Linked DNA regions of Rattus norvegicus: all the other regions are linked to region 3. A link is a contact called in public Hi-C data. All regions are on one chromosome and are shown on one strand. Each heading gives the region's core, a stretch centred on a gene start, on an enhancer-like site or on the middle of the called end of the contact. The rest is flanking DNA. Distances are from core to core; before and after follow the strand shown.

Evidence for each region. Hi-C and Micro-C count contacts between places; a contact is called where the count stands out from the background.
Region 1: a contact with region 3 is called in a Hi-C map of the A7r5 cell line, with 4 times the contacts expected there. The contact joins the enhancer-like site here to the promoter of Zfpm2 in region 3. A contact is called at or near these places in 3 of 12 Hi-C or Micro-C datasets (the A7r5 cell line, the Rat2 cell line and Schwann cells) and 1 of 1 datasets of contacts at active chromatin or transcription factors (oligodendrocytes).
Region 2: a Hi-C map of liver shows a contact between it and region 3, with 5 times the contacts expected there. The contact joins the enhancer-like site here to the promoter of Zfpm2 in region 3. A contact is called at or near these places in 6 of 12 Hi-C or Micro-C datasets (the Rat2 cell line, Schwann cells, frontal cortex and 3 more) and 1 of 1 datasets of contacts at active chromatin or transcription factors (oligodendrocytes).

The regions. Positions count from the first base shown.
Region 1 is chr7:73,925,816-73,928,515 of GRCr8, reverse strand. All of the region lies in intron 5 of Zfpm2 (zinc finger protein, multitype 2), which reads right to left. Among named protein-coding and RNA genes, the nearest start is that of Zfpm2, 360 kb to the right of the region's middle. Within about 2 kb of position 1,410, at least 13 of the 93 cell types and tissues checked have an H3K27ac peak or open chromatin away from gene starts, as enhancers often do. A contact at or near this core is called in the A7r5 cell line and Schwann cells, where this site is marked.
Region 2 is chr7:73,103,365-73,106,064 of GRCr8, reverse strand. No RefSeq gene overlaps it. Among named protein-coding and RNA genes, the nearest start is that of Lrp12, 210 kb to the right of the region's middle. Within about 2 kb of position 1,279, at least 7 of the 93 cell types and tissues checked have an H3K27ac peak or open chromatin away from gene starts, as enhancers often do. A contact at or near this core is called in liver, where this site is marked.
Region 3 is chr7:73,562,344-73,565,043 of GRCr8, reverse strand. It overlaps Zfpm2 (zinc finger protein, multitype 2), which reads right to left and starts at 1,312. Exons shown (of 8, transcript NM_001130501.1): 1 at 761-1,312. The coding sequence starts at 800. It overlaps LOC108351485 (a long non-coding RNA gene), which reads left to right and starts at 1,528. Exons shown (of 4, transcript XR_010053374.1): 1 at 1,528-2,262.

The DNA of each region.
Region 1 (2,700 bases), core at 161-2,660, 360 kb before region 3:
GTTTCTAATGTAAAGGACTGAGTAACCTATTAGTGGAGTTGAAATAAACGGAAACAGGGGAGGGGGACGCAGATCATGTAAGACGAGTATTAGATGCAATGACCACACAGCTCTTATCAGAGAACATGGAAGTGACTGAGCCCAGGGATGGTGAACACAGCCTGATACAAAAGGTTAAGCATTTGATTTTTGTCATGAAGGGAGGCTGTGAAATAAACACTCGGAGAAGAAAGAGCTGTTACCCATTCTGATTCATCTCTTTGCTTTTCTCTGACTCAGTGGTTCCATTTGGGTTAATACGATCCTCGAAGCTCCCAGCAGATTCTTATCTGGACAGTTTTGTAATAACTGCTGACCTATCAGTGGGGAATATTGAGAGACATGCGTGGAGTATAATTTTTCAGCAGCCACGGGGCAGGTGATGCTGGAAAGGCAGCTCTCTTTTAAATGTATCAGCACTTCCTAGTCTGCGGCGCATAAAAGCTGCTCGCAGTTTGTATCCGTGCCAGGAAGATGAAGGCAATGCCTGTTCCACACACCAGTGGTGAGATGTGTGATTTCACCCTTGGAGAATGTGACAGAGTAATCGACTTTGATGATTAATCCATTGTAACAGGAGGCCCAGCATTGGTGGAGATGAATTTGCTGCCTTAAGTGACTCCCCTGTTGTGCGGCATTCTTTAAAATTCTTAGGGAGTTGATGCACTGTGAGAGGGAATGAGGCTGCAGACCTTGGGAAGTCACTCGGATTCTTTTCGACTTGTGCAAGAGCACACGAGGCGGCTGCATGTTTTCTTTGGGCGTCCGGATTTGACTAAATCAAGGGGATCTTAGAGAATACATCCCTTCTGGGAAATTCTTGATAATAAGAACACATGATCTCACACAAGCTTTAGAAGACTTCCTGTAAATCATGGGAAGTATGTTAGAGAGTCTCTCTGGGGCACTCATTCCATGTTCACACACCTGATCCAGGATTATCACATGTAGTATATGAACCACATGTACTAACATATCATGTGTGACACATCACATGTGTATGTATACTTATTCACATGTATGCATGTTACTAAAAGTCACATAAACAGATGAACACATGCTACATGTTACTTATAAGTCAAACAAAGAGAAATCACTTTGCTAGTACCCGTTGTCCACTGTCCTCCAAATGAATATGACTTCAGATTAGGAAAAACTCTGTCTTTGAGAGAAAAGATGATAATATTATATTTATAATTTATTAAAATATATATTATATTAGAGGCTACATATATCTCAAGTGGCCTGAATAGGAAATTGTAGGCTTCTTGGCCCAAGCCCCAGAAATTCTGACTCAGGAGGTCTGGATCAAGGTCTGAGAAATCCACAGCACTTACTCCCAGCACAGGAATCCGAAGCTGATTGAAAACCACAGTTTGACATTTGTCATTGACTAAGTCAGATGTAGACTGGGATTTAGTTCTATTACTCCGTGATACTGTTAAGCAAAGCCATTAAAGTCTATAAACTTTAGTTTCAATGCCAGCCTAATGAATGTTTACCATCTGACTCCACAAAAAGACATATGAATGAGAATGTATAGATACATACATAAAGACATATAAGGGCTTGCTGATATATCTGTATAAATCAAATGTAGTACATAACACAAACCGAACAATAAAATGTATTATTGTCTCTCAACATAGCAAGATAGAACGCATTCTCTGGCCTGTGAGCAATTTTGTTTCCACAGTCAGTCTAAGTTGTAGATGGCAGACAGATGTTGTTTTAATATGACACCTTGTTTTGGTGTCCTAGCAAACTAAAGTGAAACACCAAAGACATATATCAGAACTCAATGTCTTCCTTAGGGATACGAGCAGTGACTTCATATGTGCACATGCGCACGGTGTGTGCGTGTGCGCGTGCCTGTGCGTGTGTGTGCGTGTGCGTGTGTGTGTGCGTGTGTGTATTTACTATACTGACATAATGGTTTCAAACAACCTCAAAATGTTCGCTCGCTTTGCTGGGGATGTGGACTGGGAGGCCCCTATCTTCACTGCAACCTAGCTTCCCTCTTAATGATGCAGAAACCAAGACACAGAGAAGTTACAAAAAGCCACACGACGATCCACCTGGGAAGATGGATATCAATGCTTGTGGGTGTCATAAGTTCTGGGTTGGTTTGAAAAGTGGTTTCAAAACATCCACACACGTACAGACATAAATGTTTACAAATGCACACGCAAACACATGCACCCTGCCTCGTGTTTTCAAGCTTTATGAGTTTTTAGGCTATGGCGTGGTTCCAGGGCTGAACTTAAACTATATTTCCTAGGAAGTTTTGAAAGAGTAGAACTGATCACCCCCTCCTCCCTGAATGTCTTTCCTTTTGAACATAGAAAGTGGTTCTGTTTTCCTTTCATGAATATTAAAAAGAAATTGCTTTTCCTAACCCACTTTTGAATTAAGCACATGCTTGACTTGATTTGTCAGATGTAGCATGGGCAGAAGTTATATATTCATTAATAGCCAGCAGGCATTTATCCACATCCTAGCTTCCTAGCACAATGATCAGAGAAGCCTGTGCTGGGCTCTACACCTCAGGATTCCTCAATGAAGACAACAGACAGCACTTCCCCGATGACCACATTAGGTGCCATATATAATTGCAAGGCAAAACTTTTGTTCCAGACCCATGAGTTAAATCTAATTTAG
Region 2 (2,700 bases), core at 30-2,529, 460 kb after region 3:
TTAAAGGAAAGAGAAACAGGGAAGAACAAATGCTAATAACTTAAAAAGTAGGGACAGTTCTTTAAGCACCACAATTATCACAACTTAATTTCCCTTTTTCCTAGCTTTGGGCTAACACAATTTGTGGTGGTGATATTTGGGACTTGTGCTTCAGAAATTTCCATGGACACATTAGCTTAGACGGTTTCATTCTCCGGCCTCATTATTAAGTAGCATTCAATTACTGGGTGTTGCAATGCCAAAGAGAGCATAAAAGAGAGGCGAAATCTCGGTAAGATCTAAGGGTAAAATGGCATTTTTATATTGCTATAAAGATTACTTAACTCTAGTGCGGTGCTAATGATCATTTCTGTGACTAAAAACATCCCCCCATGATTAATTATGTAAACTCTCATCATTTCAAGCCCAACAAAGACTTTAAAACATTTTCATGCATCTTGTATTCCCTCTAGCTTTTCCATTAAACCAGAGACTCCAGGGATTAAAGTAACTACTTTCCATTACTTTAAAATGGTGTACTTGGGATATTTACGTTTGTGCGTGTGAAGGGTATTTTCTCATGGAAGGAGAGGCTTCTTCTTTTCTCTACACAAGCCAACTTCTGCTCCCCATACTCCTACAAAAGGTATTCCCTCCGCATTGAAAGGGATATCTGCACCGTCAGTTTGTCCATATTAGATATATTGGCATATACAGTAAAACTCTCTGAGTGTAATTTTAATGTTGTTTATACCATCAATAAAGTTGAGGGCGCTCTTCAAAAATAAGGCATTGTTTAGCATGAAATGCAAGGCAGCCATTAACGTGAAGCTATAAATAAATGCTTGATAAAATATAGAGCAAGGAGACAGTGCTGTGACTTCAAAAGCCTTACCGTCGTAGTGTAAAAACGACTACTATTCTTGAAATACTTTACGTCGTACCCACAGAGCTCGGATCAAAGAGTGCACAGAAAGGCACAGGCTGAGTTTATATCTAGATGATAGAATCCCGAACAGTTACTCCCCCCACCCCAGGAAATGTCTGTTTACTACAGTTTTTCTCTCTAATGAACACGGTTTACTGTTGCTTAAGAAAAAGACATGCAAAAGAAATAAACAAGTGAAAATAATCTTCTCTTGCTGAAAGGGATCAAAGTCTGAAATCTGAGACATTTCTTGGATGATGTCCCATACTTATGAAAACGGTCTTTCACTAATGTCCAAACCGGGAGTCTGTCCTTGCCCTAGCTGCAGCCCGTCCTTGGCGTCTGTTTCTCTAACTAGAGTGGGTAGTGAAGTGTGGAAAGACCACAGACAGCTCTCAGGGCCCACACTGCTACAGACCTCCCGGGTCCCCGGGTTCTTGGAACTGTGGCAAAGGCGGGGAAGGCAGAAAGAAGTGAAGCGGTTATCATTCTTTACTACGCAGCTTAAGGAAGCTTCAAGGCAGAGCACGGTGTGGAAAAGCAGAGTCTGATGATAGCCCCGGCCTGAGCTTTCGAGTCGAGCATGCCAGACATCGTGCAGTTTGAATGTGGGGTCTTTGGGACCACAGGGCATTCAGTCTGGGTCGCCGGAGGCATTTCCTCTGGCATGATGCCTCGTGGTTTACAATTTCCTCTTCTTCCTTCCTGTGACTCCACTGGAGCCGTTCTGGAAGTCCAGGAGCTTCTATCTATGTGGAACAGAATTTCGTTTTCAGAAATTGAGGTCTGGGCACCTTCTGAACGGAGCCTGGCAATAATCCCAAATTGCATGTTTTATTATGTGAGCTTTATTTGTGTTTCTCATGAAATGAGCTGAGACACTCAAACTCATTTCAGATAGCAGCCAAAACCAAATGGCCACATTGTCCCTAGGTGGACGGTCAGCACATTACAGACAAGGCCATCCAACTCCTGAGTTTGCTAGAAACGTCTTAGGGAGAACAAGTCGCTTCGGTCACTGTTTCCAGCAGAGAGTAATTTTATTCTTCAGTCGCATGGCTGCCTTCACCAACAGAAAAGGTCTTTACTTCGGATTCCGAGATCTTTCTATAAGGTCACATTGTCGTGGAATCTAAAAATCACTTTGGAATTTCATTTAAAATGAAGAAAGCAAAAGGCGTGAGCCCTTGCTACTGTGTTTTTCATAAGCCGAGCCGTGAAGCCTGCTTATCCTATGGAAACAAAACCGCCAAGTGCAGTTGCCGGCTGCTGCGAGAGCAATGCCTAGTGAGGATTTCCGCTTTTAATCAGTTATAAGGTACAGTGACAGTCACTGCAACTAACCACACCCTGTGGGGGGAAAGTGAATAAGCAGTAGTAACTTCTGCCAGAATTTAGCACAGGATTAATAGCGTGCCACAGCACATTGGGGCCCTTCCACCCTACGGAGACCCCAGATGAAAAATTAATTAAGCTCATACATTTAAAACTAAATGCATTTCACTCCAAATTACTGTCCCCAAAAAGTTCAGCAACAACATGAAATGCCAAAATTGTAAACTCGCATCATATGTATTCAAACCCTGCTTTTAGAAAAAAAGAGGGGGTGAGGGGGGGAGCAGGGCGGTTATGGTTGACTCAAGATCTCCATCTAGTGGCCGTATATTGAATAGCAGGCTATTTTGCGTTTCTGGAGCATTTGTGAATCAAACATGTAAGACATGTGGTTAGTTCATTGTTCAGAATGAGATTCTTTCTGCCATCTTACCCTTTCAAACGGCCTCGTGAGAGCC
Region 3 (2,700 bases), core at 63-2,562:
GGAACCGTACCAGAGTGTGCGAGCTACCTTGAACTCAAATCCTGTGAGCCCAGAAGCGAAGGAGGCCCCTCCCAGTGGGGACTGCGCCTGGACCAGTGGCAAACTGAAGCCCGCCTTACACAGCGTCCAGGCAGCGTGAGTGGGACCCACCCGAAGCCCCTGGGTGCAGCCCAACACCGCAGCAGACAGGGAGGGGGTGCGCGGCTGCCTCCAGCAGAGGCGCGAACTTTTACACCTACTTTTTGTTTCACTTCGGGTTTGGCGAGGCTTGTGGTACCGCCCAGGACTGGGTCCCCAGACACTGATTTTCCACCGAACTGGGGAATTTACTTCCCTAGCCCCGTGGCCTCCACCAGCTCTGAGAACTTTCATCCCGGGTTACCAAGACCAGCTCCCAAGAGTGGTAGGCCATCCGTCTGGACAACAACAAGGACAACAATCGTACTAAGCTCTGCGGGAGGGGATTGTCCTGTTAGGCTCCAGCAGAAAAGAGGCTACGATTGCAGCAACCCGGAGTTGAAATTAAGGAGAAACCAGGGAGCGCGAAGGCTGGAGAAACACACCAGGCTGAGGCTGCCTGGCGCTCCAACTGTCTGTGCATCTATCTGAGGCCGTCTGGTTGTCCCTCAGTGCTCTCAAAGTTTGACAAATCACAAGGACCAGGAGCGGATCGCCCCGAGCGTTTCCCATCCTTCCCGCCGCGTGCGCCCCTCTCCCAGGAACCGATCTCACCAACTCCCGGTCCCGCGCGCAAACTTACGTTTGATCTGCCGGGGTTTACTCTGCTTTCGCCGGGACATCTCGGCCGCGGCCGCTGCCGCTGGGGTTCCTGCGGTGTCCGCGGTCCCTGCTACCGTTCCCTGGGTTGTCGCTGCCTCTGCCTCTGGCCAGGCTCGGGCCGCCGCCGGCCGGACTCCAGGTGCTCCGTGCGCGCGGGATCCCGGAGCTAGGCTCCTCCGGGAGCCGCGGATCCACGTTTGGAGATGAGCAAGCAAATGAGAGGCCGAGCGAAGGGCCAGAGAGAGTGTGACAGAGAAGAGGGGAGGGGGCGACGGGGAGAGCGATGGGGCTTTTGGGGGGAGGATGGGAATCTAGGAGCGATCGGCCAGGCAGAGAGAAAAGGGGAAGAAGGGGGTGGTGGGGTAAGAGAAGGAAGAGAAGGAGGGAGGGAAGGAGAGCGCGCAGGGGGACCGGGGCTGCGAGGGGCGGAGGGTGCAGGAGGAGGCGCGCACTCGCTCCCCGTGTCCCCGGCTGCCGGGCAGAGACTCAGGCGCCGCCGCTGCCGCTCCGGGCCGCGCCGCGCTCGCACTGCTGCGGGAGGTGGCGAGGCGCGCGAGGGAGGGGCGCGCCCGGGCAGTGGGGAGGGGAGACTATGCCATCAGCGAAAGGAGGATTGGCTGCATCCAAAGCCAGTCCGGATGCAAACTCACAGCCCGGCCTCGGTCGCGTGGAGTGCAAGGGGATCGCGGCGTGGGTGGGAGTTGAAGGGGTTGATGGGGGGGGGGAGACGTGAGGTTTGGAGGGGGGGCCACCTTCTGCATTTGTCACCGCGTCAATGCTGGACAGCTGCCAGGCCACCCTTCCCCCGCTCCCCTTCCAGCAACTTCTTCCAACAGCCTCTTCCAACGGACCCTCTAACTCTCCTCCCTAGTGCCTCGCCCATCTAGCAGGGCACAAAGAAATCTCAGTCTCCTTCCATAAACTTTGTGCTTCCAGTTACTGCTCCCCTCCTGGAGCCCCTGCCCTCCGCCCTTACAGTTTCTTGGCAGGAAGGTTAGGCCACTGGCAAAGTCCCCGGCGAAAGCCAGCTGATCACAAATGCCAACTGTGTGTCTTGGGGCCCGTTAAGTCCTCTCATCTGCCCAGGCTCTCAGGAGACCATTTCATCGCTGTCAGAGTTCCCAGGAGACTGCTGCGGACGCGGACCATCCCCCACTAGGCCCACCAGAGTGGGGTGATGAGCTGCGCTCCAAATGTTTTTCTGCATCTTGCATGAGTTTCCATTTGAAATAGTAAAAGCCCCGGAATCGGGGTCAGGCAGATATTTTCCTCACATCCAAAAGGACGAAGGTTAGCTGGATGATTCGCTGTAGGTAGGAAGGGAACTATCATCTCTAATAGGAAATGCTAACTTTGTACGAAGTCGTGTGGAAGTTCTGCAGCTCCACCCTGCCCCTGTGACCTCCCATTCTCCTAGCTCTGCCAAAGGGAAGCACCATGGAGCTAATAAAAGGTTTGATCTTGTCCTAAATTTTCAAACAGGTAAGACCCAACGACTATTTCCTGGTTTTTTGGTTTATTGAATTCTGTTCCTTTCATATTTATTCAATGTATGTTTAAGGTTTGAGAAATGGTAAGGCACAAGAGACCATTATTTTGAGGTGATTCATAGCATTATTTTGTTAAATTAAGGTGAGAAAAGTTAGCTTAGTTTCCCACAGATTTGTATAGAGTGAGTACAAAATGCAGTTCTTTTAGTTGTTCTGGAAGGGATGGGAACTGTTGAACCAGCTACTTTATGTAATCATTTTTTTTTTTTTACTAATAAACTCCCATGAAGTTGATATGGGTTCCCTAGATGCTGCCAATGCTTTCCCAAGGAGGCTATGAACTTGTCCACTCTGACCTGAAATTGTATCACCTTTCTTTGGTTGACTAGCATCCGTTTGAGCTTCACCAAATGATGCTCTAAAAGGGTCT